Linked DNA regions of Oryctolagus cuniculus: region 2 is linked to region 1. Evidence: chromatin contacts called from public Micro-C data. All regions are on one chromosome and are shown on one strand. Each heading gives the region's core, a stretch centred on a gene start, on an enhancer-like site or on the middle of the called end of the contact. The rest is flanking DNA. Distances are from core to core; before and after follow the strand shown.

Region 1 (7,069 bases), core at 2,230-4,729:
CATCCGCCCTGCCTGGCCAGGGTTGGCCAGGGCGGCCAAGTCCCGGGATTCTGCCAGGAGCAGAATCCGTGAGGAGCCTCTTAGGGGCCTGTGTGAGACAGCAACAGGGGTCGGCCTTTTCTTTTGGTTTTCTTTGCTGGTTTTGCAGGCCCAGGGCCGGGAGCTCTCTGCAGACAACCCCTCTGCCTGCAGGACTGCCCCCTGCTCCCCCTGGGGCAGCCCCGGGCACCAAGTGAGGTGGGCAGGAGCTTGCCTGGGGGAACACAGCCCCAGTGCCTTGGGAACCCTGGTGGTCGGGGGTGGGGGGTGGAATCTCAAGTTAAAGAAAGGCCTGTGCCCGCTTTCGCTCATAGCTCGGAGCCTGCTAATGGCCAGGACCCTGAGCCCAGGGGCCCTGTCTCAGTGCTGAACCTGAGAGTCCCTGCTGACAAATCACATGGGGGCCACGTGAGGCCAGAGCAGGTCAGGTGAGTGCTCCCTTCGCCAACGGAGTTTGCCAGCCGAGGCCGGGCCAGAGGCTGCAGGTGGCACGTGGCCTGGCCAGCACTGCACGACTGCTCCTAAGACTTGGCTCCCTGGCCCGTGTCCCTGCGGGCTGGCTTCCGAGAGGTTGTCAGGGTGACGGGGGCCCTCCCCCCGCTGCGGCCGCTGGGGAAGGGGGCTTTGCAGAGAGGAGGGAGGAGGTGCGCCAGCCCTCCTCACCTCTCCCGGAAGCCTGCGGCAGCCACCGCACCACTGCTCCCGGGGCTGACCCTGCCCTCACCCCCTGTGTTTCCGAGTCCTTACTCCTGCCGCTATGGGGCTTAGGCGGTGGCACCAGCAGGAGGCCCTTCCTCCTTGGGTCCCTGGGGCCGTGCCCTGGAGGTGGTGCTCACAAGGGTTGGCAGCAAAAGCCCAGCTGGCCCAGCCACGCCCTCTGCTTCCTGGCTCAGTGTGAGGCGGCCTCCGAGCACCACTGCCCTGCTCCTGCCGCACCACATGGCTGGCTCCGTGGGGCTGCCCAGCCCTGGACCTGGACCTGCAGACTGGAGGCAAAATCAACCTCTCTTCTCTTCCTAAGTAGCTAGTCCTGGATTTTTTTTTGCCGCAGTGATGTTGACAGCCGATACAGCCCCCAAACACCCAGGGAAAAGTGATCAACAACAAAACATCCACACACCGCCCGACACAGTGTGGAGCAGGCTGGGGTCAACCTTTAGGGAGGGGGGACTGAAATAACACTGTGCGGGTAGCATTTGCGAATGACCTCGTGACGTGTTGTTCCTCTCGGCCACACCTGCCCCTCCGAGAGGCAGGCTGCAGGCGGTGCTGCCAGAGGGCCAAGGAGCCCCAGCCTTACCGTCTTCCCTTTCACCCACTCGGTGGCTAAGGAGCTGGAGGCGATCGCAGAGCCGCAGCCGAAGGTCTTAAACCGGGCGTCCACAATCTTCCCCTTCTCATCCACCTGGATCTGGAGGAAAGAGAGAGGAGGTGACTCCCGGGTCTCCCCCAGAGCTCCGGGCTCGCCGTCCACGCTGCGAGTGAAGGTGCTGGGTACCGGCTGCTTCCGAGACCAGGGATGACGCAGGGGCTGCCGGGGCCAGCGCCCAGGCCTCGCTGCCGCCCCGGCCTGCTCGGGGCTGGGAGGAAGTCGGCCCACCGCTGCTGGGCAGCTGCTGCTCCAGACAGCAGAGGGTTTCCAGTGCGAGTCTCCTGCGGGCACCCACTGCACTGAGGGGCCCCCTCCTGCCCTGTCTCTGTGTTCCTAGGCATGTGAGGTCTCTGGTGGGCTTCCCAGCCCATGAGGAGGGAGGTCCAGGGTACAGCTGCTGTAACCCAAGTGCCAGCGGCTGCCTGCAGGACGCTTCCGATTTGGGCACACGGTTTCCCTTGGATCAGCAAAATTCACAGACCCTTCCAGCTGGCTAACTTGGAGTCTAGGCTGACGCAGCGAGGTGGAACGTGAAGTCAGCTCCCTCCTCCAGAAAAGATCTGCACTGCAGGACAGCAGTAGGAAGGAGTCCCTGCTCAATCCGTTACGACAGGCCTCCTCCCAGAACCAAACGGAACGCGGCGAGAGCGGGGAGCTGCCCGGCCCGTCCGGACCCGTACCTGCAACTTCATGACATCCCCACAAGCGGGGGCCCCCACGAGGCCAGTGCCGACATTTTTGGACGTCTTGTCAAGGGACCCCACGTTTCTGGGGTTTTCATAGTGATCCACAACCTGAAATGAGAAAGTCGGGAAATCGCCACGTTCTCCCCATGACGTCAGCACCCCGCCCCGGGCAGGCGCCCACTGAACACGTCTCCCGTGGGGGAGAGAGAGAGCCTACATTCGCATCAACGAGGGCCCTCTGTGTCACAGGCTCCTCTTCCCCCCAATAAAATCCACTCTCCAAGGAGACGGATCACCATTCAAAACTGTAAAAAACACCACTCATAGCCCAGGGCCACAAGGCTTTCTCGGAAGCCTCCGGGGGGGGGGGGGGGCCGCTGCAGAACGCACAATGCTATCTACCAGAGGTGCTAAAATAATAATAAACAAAACAGCGCCGGGCAATGCCATCACCCGGAGCAGCCGCGCCCCCTAGCGCGAGCCCGCGTCCCTTCTGCACAAAATGTCAACAAAATGCCACCGGAGCCCCGAGCCCACGAAGCAGCCAGCCCCCGCCCCACATCCCACCCGAGGCCTCCCGAGAGAACCACGTCTACTCCAGACTCCGTTCTGAGTTACTGCGTGGTTTTTAGCTGCTTCCCTACAGAGGCAGGCGCACACGTCGGGGTCTTTACGCCCCCGGGGACGCGGCCAGCGGCTGTCAGCCACGGCTCGCTCTCCCTCCCTCGCCAAGAGGCAAAAGCGAACCCCGAGCAGGTGCAGCGACCCCGCCACCGCGACAGCGCGTGCCTAGGACCCCACGCTCACTCTCTCCTGCTGGGGAGCCGCGGGAACAGGGTCGGAGTGCGGCGGCGACTGGCCCAAGGTCACCTGGCCCGGGCAGTGGCCCGAGCCCGCGCCGGGCTGTGTGTGTCCTCGACTCCGAAGGCCAAGCGCACAGGATCCCCGCCCAGGGCCGTGGGCAACGGAGGGGAAGCAACCGGGAGCCGCCTGCTGAGCTGCGTTTATCCATCAGCCGTTCCCGTCACCGCGCAGCGAGGGGAAGTGGGCGGAGGAGCGGGCGCCGATGGCCCCTGCTGCCTCGGCCACTTCCACCTGCCGTGGACGGAAGTGTCGGCTGGGATCCGGGGACGCCTGGGTGCCCTCGGCCGCTCGCGCACCCCTAGGCTCGCCCCTACCTTCTTGTGATAGAGCCGGGCCGGAGCGGACAGCTCCCGGGCGGGCAGGCGCGGGCTCCGCAGCAGCAGGGCCGACGCCGCTCTCCGCAGACGGCCAGCTCCAGCCGCCGCCATCTCTCCGGCGAGCCCCTGAGCCGCCCCAGAGCGACGCCGAGGGGCGGGGCGCGCGCGCGCGTGCGAGTCGGGCTGACGTCAGCGCGCCTGCGCCCGCCCACTCCGTGCGCGCGTCCGCGCTGTGGCCTCGCCTTGGCCACGCCCCTCGGGGGCGGGGCGTGGGAAGCGCGGGAGGGCTTGCTGCGGGGCGTTGGGGTCTGGGTTGGGGTCTGGGGATTCCGCGGCGGCCGGGCTGAGAGGGTGCAAGGCCGCATTCTAGAGGCGGACCCGGTACAACTTTGCAGTGCGCCATTGAGGCTCAGAGTGCTCGCGCGGAGACCTAGGCTCAGTGGGGACAATTGGTGACCCCAGCTCCGGGATCCGCCCCTCCCCGGCTGTGCGCCCTGGGCGGCTGGTGCCAGTTCACCAAGCGTAATCCGTGGTAATTCTAGGACAATTGTTTTAGCCACGCGGCAAATACATATTAAGTGCCGGCGCTAGACAGAGTGGAGGATTTGCACGGAAAGCAAACCCCACCGTTCTGGTCCCTTTACGCTTGGTAATGAGGGAGAAAGGCAGTGAATGAACACACACGCACACACACCAATATTTCCCTACCTCAAAAATGGGACGCTTCTTAAGGAGGAATCAAACACCAATCCCTTATTTTCCAAACAATGTCTAGATTGTATCTCTGTTGAGATCTCCTTACAGAACAGCAAACTCCTAATTTATAGGACAAGGCATGGCAATGAGGAGCCACTAAAGACATGTTTATTCATGGACTCTATTGATGCTGGCTTGCATAAGGCGATGTGATAAAATTGGAAAATTCAAACACTTAACGTCTACCAGGTACGAGGCATTGCATAGAAAGGGAGGCTCTCTTAGGGAAGTGAGTTTGTCCCGTGAATGGTGCAGTCGATCCTTCCCGGAGGATTTGTTTTCTTAGCGTTTGAGCCTCAGTTGCTGGGAGACCGAGCTCCGCTCCGAGTCCGGCTAGGCTTTAAGAAAACATTTATTTACAGGAATCCTTTGACCTTCTCAAGATGGCGCCAAGCCCGTCACTGCAGACACCACGCTCACTCCACGACTTCCTCTATGGCCGCCACTTCCTGTCCAAAGACCCAACTTCTGTCCGGAGTTGTGCCGGAAGACCTGTCATATTAAGGAGCCTTTTCTTCGCCGGAGGTTTCTGAAAGTATATTAAAATAATACGAACTGCGTACTTTTGTCTGTTTTCTTGTCCTCTGAGGCTCCCAGTTTCCCTTTCGGTGGCAAGAAAGCGGGGGTTTTGGTCAGGCGCGCGCCGCGGGCAGCCTCGCCCTCAGCCGGGTCTTCGGCGGCCGAGGGAAGACCCGGGAGTCCCTGAAGCGCAAGATGGCGACGGCGGCTGCATCTTCGGCTTCGGAACCCGAGGCCGAGCCCCAGGCCGGGCCCCAGGCCGAGGGAGAGGAGGATGAGGTCAAGGCGGCCAGGACGAGGAGGAAGGTGTTGTCGCGGGCTGTGGCCGCTGCGACGTCCAAGACCATGGGGCCAGGGTGGGACCAGCCGCAAGAGGAAGGCATGAGCGAGAGCGATGGGGATGAGGAGTACGCCATGGCCTCCTCGGCGGAGAGCTCCCCCGGGGAGTACGAATGGGAGTACGACGAAGAGGACGAGAAGAACCAGCTGGAGATCGAGCGGCTGGAGGAGCAGGTGGGCCCTCGCTCCGGGGCCCCGGCCCGCCCCGCGGTCGCGAAAGCCGGCAGGCCGCCGGGCATCCCCGCAGCTGCGGTCCTGGATCGCCGCCTGCGGCCCTGGTGCTTCGCAGGCGTTGCCCGGTGGAGGCTCGGTGACGGGAGCGGTGCTAGCGCCGCTTCACGCCGGAGGCCGAGGACGGGTCGGGCCGCCGGTACTTTGAGCCGCTCGGAACCGCCCGGGTAAAGTTGGGTCTTGTTAGGATGGAGTCCTTTTCCTGTGGGCATGGTAACGGGGGTCCAGCGCAGCGGGGGAGGGAAGATAGCGGTTGAGACGGTGGTCGCGGGCGCGGAAAGGGGGACAGAGGTTTGCCCCGCTTTTGGTAGCTTGGGCGGAGTGCTTAACGCCCCTGGCCCGGGCTGCCCCGTCTGCCGGTTGGGAAACGTTGTGTCCAGCCCCGAGGGGGTGTAGGGAGTGACCGGTCCCGTCGATGGTTGTGTGCAAAGAGCTCCCGAGATGTGCTGAGAGCTTCGGTCGTTGGTGCACGCTCAGTGTCACAGCAGAGGTTGGGATGGGGGAAGCGGTACGCTAACCTTTCCCCTCCCTCCGAGCTTCTGCTGGGGCGTCCTGCTGGGCAAACCCCCACTGGGCGCCCGGTGCTGGGGGGCCCGGGGCAGGGTGGGGAGCGTGGGGCGCCAGCGAGGCGGGAAGAAGCCGAGGCTTTGCTCCAAGTCGCTCAGAGTGGGGTTTGGACCCTGGCCGGCTCGGGGGTGTGAGGCTGCTCACCCAGGTTCTCACTCAGCCCCGCCCGGGGTCGCTTGGTTGGGATGCCTCCCTAGCACTGATGTTTTTTTTAAGCCCTGGATAGCAGTGCGATCCGTGCCCGGGAGCTGTTCCCAGAGGAACCAGTGGCTCCATTTCTGGTCAGTAGAAACGGCCACTGGTTTTGGTATGCGGAAGCGCAGGTGTCTGATGCAGCGAATACAGGGCGACCCGGGCGCCGCGCGGGCTGTGTTCCCGCCCTCCGACTGCTGGCCCTGGTGCTTGACTGCACTCCTCCACGAGCTGGGGCGGCGGGGCCCCCTGTTTTAGCAGGAGGGGCGTCTTGACACCAGGGCGAGGCTGCTCAGCTCCCTGGGGGCGGAGGAGGGGTCAGAGGCCGCGCCTCCTGTTGCTGGTGCACAGCGGTTGCCCGTCCGGCCTCAGGCCGCCCAGGGTGGGTGTGGAAGGCCCACAAGCTGGGGCCTGGCAGGTGGTCTGAGCTGACGAGGCCTCCGGCTTCGGAAATGAACTTTGCCAGTTTTTCCAACCCTCTCCCCTTCCTCATTCTGACCCCCCGGCCCCTCGTTTTCCTAACTGCCTTGCTGTTGGGGCCGTAATTACCTGTAGCGTGAGATAGACCCCTTAGCACTTGCTGGCTCTGCTTGTGAGTTCTGGCTCTCCTCCCTGAGTGTATTTTATGAAAGCTGTTATTTTTTTAAAAGGTTTATTTATTTTTTTTTAAAGACAGAATTACGGAGAGGCAGGGGTGGGGTGGGGGGAGGTCTTCCATCCATTGGTTCACTCCCTAAATGGCTGCAATGGCCAGAGCTGGGCTGATCCGAAGCCAGGAGCCAGGTGCCTCTTCCGGGTCTCCCATGTGGGTCCAGAGGCCCAACCACTTGGGCCATCCTCCACTGCTTTCCCAGGCAATCAGTAGGGAGCTGGATCAGAAGTGGAGCAGCCGGGTCTAGAACTACACCCACATGAGATGCTGGCACTGCAGACGGCAGCTTTACCCACTACGCCACAGCATCAGCCCTGAAAACTGCTATTTACTGTGGTACCTGCTGTGAACAGAAGCAGAGATCTAGGAGTGGGGTCTCAGATGCCCTGAGCCGATTTCTCCGAAGGGCACCGGGATGGTGGCTTTGCAGCCACGTGTGACCCAAGCTCGCACCCGGTAGTGAGGACCTGGTACGAGTGGTTTCAGCTCTCTGAGCCCGGGACATTGCGGTTGGTCGACTGAAGGCAGGGGTAGG
Region 2 (6,637 bases), core at 2,509-5,008, 160 kb before region 1:
TCCTGGTTCCTGGCTTTGGCTCTCCTCAGCCCCTATTGTTGGGGCCATTTGGGGAGTGAACTAGGGGATGAAAGAGATAGATAGATAGATAGATAGATCCACATATATGTATATCTCCCTGGTCCCTGCCACCCACATGGGAGACCTGGATAGAGTGCTGGGCTTCGGGCTTCCTTCAGCCTTACCCAGGCCCGGCTCTTGGGATCATTTTTTTTAAAGATCTATTTATTTATTTGAAAGAATTAGAGGGAGAGAAAAAGAGAAATCTTCCCTCTTCTGGTTCACTGGTTCACTCCCCAAATGTCTGCAATGGCCAGGGCTGGCCCAGGCCAAAGCCAGGAGCTTCTGGGTCTCCCACGTGGGTGCAGGGGCCCAAGGACTCGGGCCATCTGCTGCTGCTTTCCCAGGTGCTTTAGCAGAAAGTAGAATTGGAAGCAGAGCAGCCAGGACTCGAACCAGTGCCAGTATGGAATGTGGCAAGCTGGCTCTCTCCCCCGTGTGTGTGTGTGTGTGTGTGTGTGTGTGCGTGTGTTGAGTCTATCTTTTGAATTAAAAAAAAAAAAAAAAAAAAAAAAAAAAAAAAAACTTTAAAAAAAGAGATGAAGCTCCCAGCCTCTGGACAATCCGATGCACCGCAAGGTGGGGGAGGATGGACACAGGTGTGCTCCCTCCCCCACGTCCTCTTCGCCATATTTTGCCTTTAAAGGGAAAGTGCTCATGCCTCCCGAAGTCTGCTTGTCAAAGAGTCCGGTGTCAGCCTGGAATTCCTTTCCTTGTAAACTCTTCCCAGCAAGTGGAAGGGCGCCACTGACAGCAGCGGCCTCCGACCCAGGAGAGGGTGTGCGGGCGCCGGCCGCTGAAGCAGACCCTCCCGGAAGTGCTGTGCTGCCTTGGGGAGCGCCTCTGGTTCTGGAACCACAGCATCGTCCGAGCCTCGTGGCACTGATCATTTGAGAGCTAACTGATGGTGAATGCAAACCCCTTTCGCCTGGCGCACAGTACGTGCTGACTAAGCGCTGGCTGCTGTTGGCGGTGCTGGCAGGGATGAGGAGAGGAGAGGGAGGAAGGGAAATAAACTGAGAACTCGCTGCAAGGGGTTGACAGAAGGTTGTCCCCGTTACGATGCTCAAGGCTGTTACATAAAATGCCGTGGTGTTGGCACGTAACTCACAGCCTCCCAAACACTTATTTGTGAAGTCTTGTTTATTTTATTTGAGAGACAGATCTTCCATATGCTGGGTCTCTCTCCAAATGCCCACAACAGCCAGGGCTGAGCTAGGCCAAAGCGGGGAGCCAGGAACTCCATCCTGGTCTCCCATGGGAGGCAGGGACCCAACCACTTACTTCGTCAGGGCTGCCCCCCAGGGTGTGCACGAGCAGGAAGCTGGAAGCAGCTGGGATCCGAGCTGGGATTCAAACCCAGGCATTCCGATATGGAATGCACGCATCTCAAGTGGAAGCCCTTTCCCACATATTTTGAATTGTCTCTAGAGTGCTATCTAATACAATATAAATTCTCTCGGGCCGGCGCATGGCTCACTTGGCTAATCCTCCACCTGCGGCGCCGGTATCCCATATGGGTGCTGGGTTCTAGTCCCAGTTGCTCTTCTTCCAGTCCAGCTCTCTGCTGTGGCCCGGGAAGGCAGTGGAGGATGGCCCAAGTCCTTGGGCCCTGCACCCGCATGGGAGACCAGGAGGAAGCACCTGGCTCCTGGCTTCAGATCAGCGTAGCTCCGGCCGTAGCGGCCATTTGGGGGGGTGAAACAACAGAAGGAAGACCTTTCTCTCTGTCTGTCTGTCTCTCTCTCTCTCTCTTTCACTGTCTAACTGCCTGTCAAGTGAAAACTATAAATTCTCTATCATGTTTAGGGAATAATGACCCAAAAACACATGAAGTTTTTTTTTTTTGTTTTTTTTTTTGTTTTTTTTTTTAGTGTTTTTCCATCTGCAGTTGATGGAATCCACAGACCCCAAGGACCGGCTGGATGTTTCCGAGTTGGTCATCATAGCAGATGTGACTTTTAGAGATCCTCGGAGAAGTTAAGGGATAAGGGTCAGGTCCACACAGCAAGGAAGGGACGAAGAAGATCGCCCCAGTGTGCTAGGTGCAGCGCTGACAGTGCGTGACACATGCCATGCCACAGTCCCTGCTCCCTCATCAAGGCTTGGAGGGTGGGAACACCAGGGACTGCCTGAGCCGGTTGCCCTGGGGCAGGGGCCGTGTCTCCGTCTCTTTGGGACTCCCAGCCAGAGCCTAGTATGCTGGGGCTAGACCCTGGGGTCACACCACCAGGCATCTGTGTATGCAAGAATCCTGAGTTTGGGGGAGCGCCTATGTCACATCGTCCGTTACGGTTCTTCCCTCGAGCCTAGATCGCATCCTGGCTACTCCTGGCTTCCAGTCCAGCTTCCTGCTGTGGTACCTGGTAGGCAGCAGGGGGCAGCCCAAGTGCTTGAGTTCCTGCCACCGTGTGGGAGACCTAGAGAGAGTTGCTGGCTCCTGATTTGGGCCTGGCCCAGCCCAGCCCCAGCTGTTGGCAAGGGAACCAGCGGACAGGAAAACTCTCTCTCGCTCTCCCTTTCAAACAGATAAATATTGTTTATATACATAAAAGAAAGCCCCTTGTAATTCCTCAGTGGGCTCAGCCTCCTCACTGTGCACTGGGCCTAGCAGATGATACAGCAGGCCTTGGCAGTATCGCGGTTGGATCGAGGGTTTTAGACACCTCTGAGTCCCAACCCTAGCCCCTAGCACATGCACGCGGAAGCCCAGGACAAGTGATCTAATCTCTGTGTCTCCATTTCCTCCCTTGAAAACCAGGACGAACCTCGCGGCCCTGGCTGGAAGGTGAGCGCTGTACAGTTAGCACAACGCAGATACCCCGGAGTTTTAGTGTTGTTTCCTACAGAAAGCACTTAGTCCAGTCCCGGCACAGGGCAGGCCCAATGTGCGTAGTCGCCCGAGCAGTGGGGAAGACCTTGGCCAGCCGCCCCCGACAGGCCCCGGCTGGCTTCCTGTCCTGCTCCCCCAGCATCTCCGGGAAGGGCCGCAGGATGCGAGTACAAGCCCTTTGAGAAGGAGGCTTCGGCTGGTGTTTGCCGGTGCGTCCTCCACTGACCCCGTGGCAGAGACGGGCCTGCCTCTCTCCAGACACAAACACCACCAGTCCCAGACCTGGACCCGATCAGCCCTTCCCAGCAAAGCCTCCAGGGAGGGGACCGCACGGGCGGCCTGTGCACGTGGGCTCGTCCCTGCTGCGGCCCAGAGGTACATCCTGTTCTGGCGTTGCCATGGCACAGCCAAAAACATCTGCCACAACAGACGGCTGGGGCTGGCGGCTGGCAGCAGGGCCGTGGACGGGCAAGGGCCTGGGTGGGCTGGGCACCAGGGACGGGGCCGGAGAGCACTCCACGCTGAGCAAAGCCCGGAGCTGGGCAGAGGTTTGGGAAACTTCCCCCGGCTCTCATGCACTCACACGCATGCACACGCACGTATGTTCTAGCTGGGGAGCGAGCTGGCCTTGCAGCTCTGGCCGGTTTCCCACGGGGGCAGGTGCCCTAATTCTTGAGGCTCTGTGTGGAGGTCCCGAGAGGGGACCCCTGCGCACAGCCCTGGCAGGACAGGCCCCCCGCTCCAGATTCTCTTTCTTGATCTAAGCTCCTAGCCAGGCCCACAGAACGGCCCCAGGCCCCACCCTGCTCCCCAGATGGGATTTGCTTTTCCGGATGTTGTTACTGCTTTTCCTGATGAGAGAGTAAAACCCAGGCGTCCTAACCAGAACATGTGATGTGAGGCGTGCCGCTGACCCGGGCGGAGCCCAGCTGGGGCCCGTGCCTTTTGCTATCCGTACACACAGGGGCAGTATTCCTGAGCTAAATGCAATAAATGCCAGATGACGTGATTCTGTCTGACAAGCTGGTGATGCAGGTATGAGAGTACTTCAACAAGTTGGGGAGAAAATGGAATTGAAACATACCCAGAAATACAAGAAATTAAAAAGATAAAGAAACAAAAATCTAGAAAGATGAAAGATACTGAAAAAAAAAAAAAAGGTAGAAACCCCCAGCCTTTTCATAGTGACATTTTCTGTGAACTTTTTGAAGACCCTGCAGACCTATGGATCGATTTCAAAAATGGTTTTGCACCAAAATAAGCGTATCTTTGAATTCTGAAATGTCCATGAACTTCTTGAAGGCCCCTCCTGTTGGTGACACATTTTCTTAAGAGAAACTGAGACTCCAAGAGGTGACATCGCCTGCTTAAGACATGTCTTAGGAGTTGAACCCACGTTACACGGATGCTAAAGGTCAAAGCCGGGGTAGGGGGAGTGGAGTGGGAGGGGACAGGCATTTGGCACAGGTGTTAAGACGTCACTTGGAAAGCCCACATCCCCTAACAGCACACTTGGGTTCAAGTCCTGGCTCTGCTTCTGACTCCAGCTTCCTGCTAATGTGCACCCTGGAGGCAGCAGGTGATGGTTCAAGTACATGCTGCTGCCCTTGTGGGAGGCAAGGACTGAGTTCCCAGCTCTTGACTTCAGCCTGGTCCAGCCGCAGTTGTTGAAGGTATTTGTGGGGACTGAGCCGGCGGGCGGAGCTGTCTGTCTCTCTGGTTCCATTTTGCGGCCTTTCAAATAAATCAGTTCCACGCATTCATTCACTCAGGCTCTAACCCGGGAGTCCCCCTGCTCAGGCCCCGTGCCCCGGGCCTGACCTCGCTCCTGCTGGAGGCCCCGGCCCAGCTGAGGTCACAGTTTGGATCTAGCCTCCCTGAGGCCACACCCCGTCTGCAGCCTGTGCGCATTCTTGTCCCTGGTTGGCCACGTTCCTGGGCTCTGAGGGTCTCTGGCCCCCTCTACCTGTCCTCTCCCAAAACCTGGCCTTTGGCAGCATCCACTCGCCCTTCCCTCCCTGCCCACTGGCCGCAGCTGGGACTGTGACAGCAACTACGAATGTGCCAAACTGGACAAGGTGGCCTTGCCGATGAACAGACTGAGAAGCGAAATGATTTACCCAGATGGCCCACTGGAAGACAGTGTTCCAGAGCCCCCTCTTCCAGGAAGCCCCTCCCCCTGACTCAGAAGAGATGGCTATTTAATCTGAACACTTGCTTGGGGTGGATCCCACACTGCACTGCCCATGTTCAAGTCCCAGCCTTGCTCCTCTCCTAAGCCTTGCTAATGTGTACCCTAGGGAGCAGCAGGTGATGGCTCGAGTGACTGACTCCCTGACACCCACGAGGGAGACCTGGATTGAGTTCCAGGCTCCTGACTTTATCCTGGTTTAGCACCTGCTGTTGCACGTGTTTAGGAAATGAACCAGTAGATAGAAGATCTCTCTCTCTTACTGTCTCTGTTTCTCTGCCTTTCAAATAAATAAATATTTTAAAAAATTTAACCTGGGGCTGGTGGTGTGACACAGTAGGTTAAGCTTCTGCCTGCAGTGCTGGCATCCCATATGGGCACCGGTTCAAGTCCCGGCTGCTCCATTTCCAACCCAGCTCTCTGCTAATGGCCTGGGAAAGCAGTGGAAGATGGCCCAAGTGCTTGGTTCCCTGCACCCGTAGGAGACCCAAAGGAAGTTCCTGGGTCCCGGCTTCAGATAAGCACAGCTCTGGCAATGGATAGAAGAGTTTCTCTCTCTCTCTCTCTCTCTCTCTCTACCTTTCAAACAAATAAATAAGTCTTTTTTAAAAATAGAGACTGAAGAGACCAGAAGGAACTCTCCCTGCCCCCCCACCACGTAAGGACACAACAAAAATGCAGGCATCTATATACCAGGAAGGGTGCCCTCCCACAGCCCCACCATGCTGGCCCCAGATCTCAGCCTTCCAGGCTCCACATCGCTGAGAAGTAAATGTGCATTGTTTCAGCCACCAGTTTACAGCCACCAGTTGCAGCAGCCCAGACTGGACGGGATAGTGTCCTTATACAGGAACCATCCACGCCGAGTTGGGGCAGACAATAGGACTTGGTGGAAGTGACTTTCTAGGCTAGGTCACAAAAGACACCACAGCTTCCCCCTTGATCCCTGGAATTCCTTAAACAGGGACAGCCGGCTGCCAGGTCCCGAGGATGCTCCCACAGCCTGCAGAGACGCCCCCCTGGTGAGGAACCAAAGCCTCCGGCCAACAGCCAGGCCGGCTCGGCAGCCACGTGGAGGGAGCTGCCGCGGAAGTGGAAGGAGGGGCCGGGTCAGGACTACGGCTGACTTCAGCGCTGGTCTCTCAGGAGGGACCCAGTGCCAGAACCACACAGGTAGGCTGCTCCCAAACTCTGGGCACACAGATGGTGGTAAATGAATTTGCGATTTTAAGCCAGTGTGTGTGGGTGATATGTTTCACGGATGTAGACCCGAGATGACCCGAGATCAAAGGCCAGAAGGCTCTTAAAACCTGTCATCTAGAATACAGCAGTCCCCTCTTATCTGTGGTTTCCTTTTCGGCAGTGTCAATTACTCACGGCCTGGTCGAACCCTGGCTGTTGTGGTCATTCGAGGAGGAAATCAACGAATAGGAATACGCCCTCCCTCCCTCCCTCCCTTCCTTTCCCATGTCTCTCTCTCTCTCTCTCTTTCTCTCTCTCACTCTCCCTTTCAAATAAGTCTTTTTTTAAAAAAAATTTTGTAAAGATTTATT

Evidence for each region. A called contact is a pair of places that touch in the nucleus more often than the background predicts.
Region 2: a Micro-C map of ear pinna shows a contact between it and region 1, with 2.4 times the contacts expected there. The contact joins the enhancer-like site here to the promoter of ISCU in region 1. A contact is called at or near these places in 2 of 6 Hi-C or Micro-C datasets (ear pinna and an unstated tissue).

The regions. Positions count from the first base shown.
Region 1 is chr21:17,762,086-17,769,154 of mOryCun1.1, reverse strand. ISCU (iron-sulfur cluster assembly enzyme) reads right to left here and starts at 3,479. Exons shown (of 5, transcript XM_002722120.5): 1 at 3,276-3,479; 2 at 2,092-2,205; 3 at 1,340-1,450. The coding sequence starts at 3,389. SART3 (spliceosome associated factor 3, U4/U6 recycling protein) reads left to right here and starts at 4,715. Exons shown (of 19, transcript XM_017338061.3): 1 at 4,715-5,066. The coding sequence starts at 4,749.
Region 2 is chr21:17,921,207-17,927,843 of mOryCun1.1, reverse strand. No RefSeq gene overlaps it. Among named protein-coding and RNA genes, the nearest start is that of CORO1C, 25 kb to the right of the region's middle. Within about 2 kb of position 3,758, at least 4 of the 8 cell types and tissues checked have an H3K27ac peak or open chromatin away from gene starts, as enhancers often do. A contact at or near this core is called in ear pinna, where this site is marked.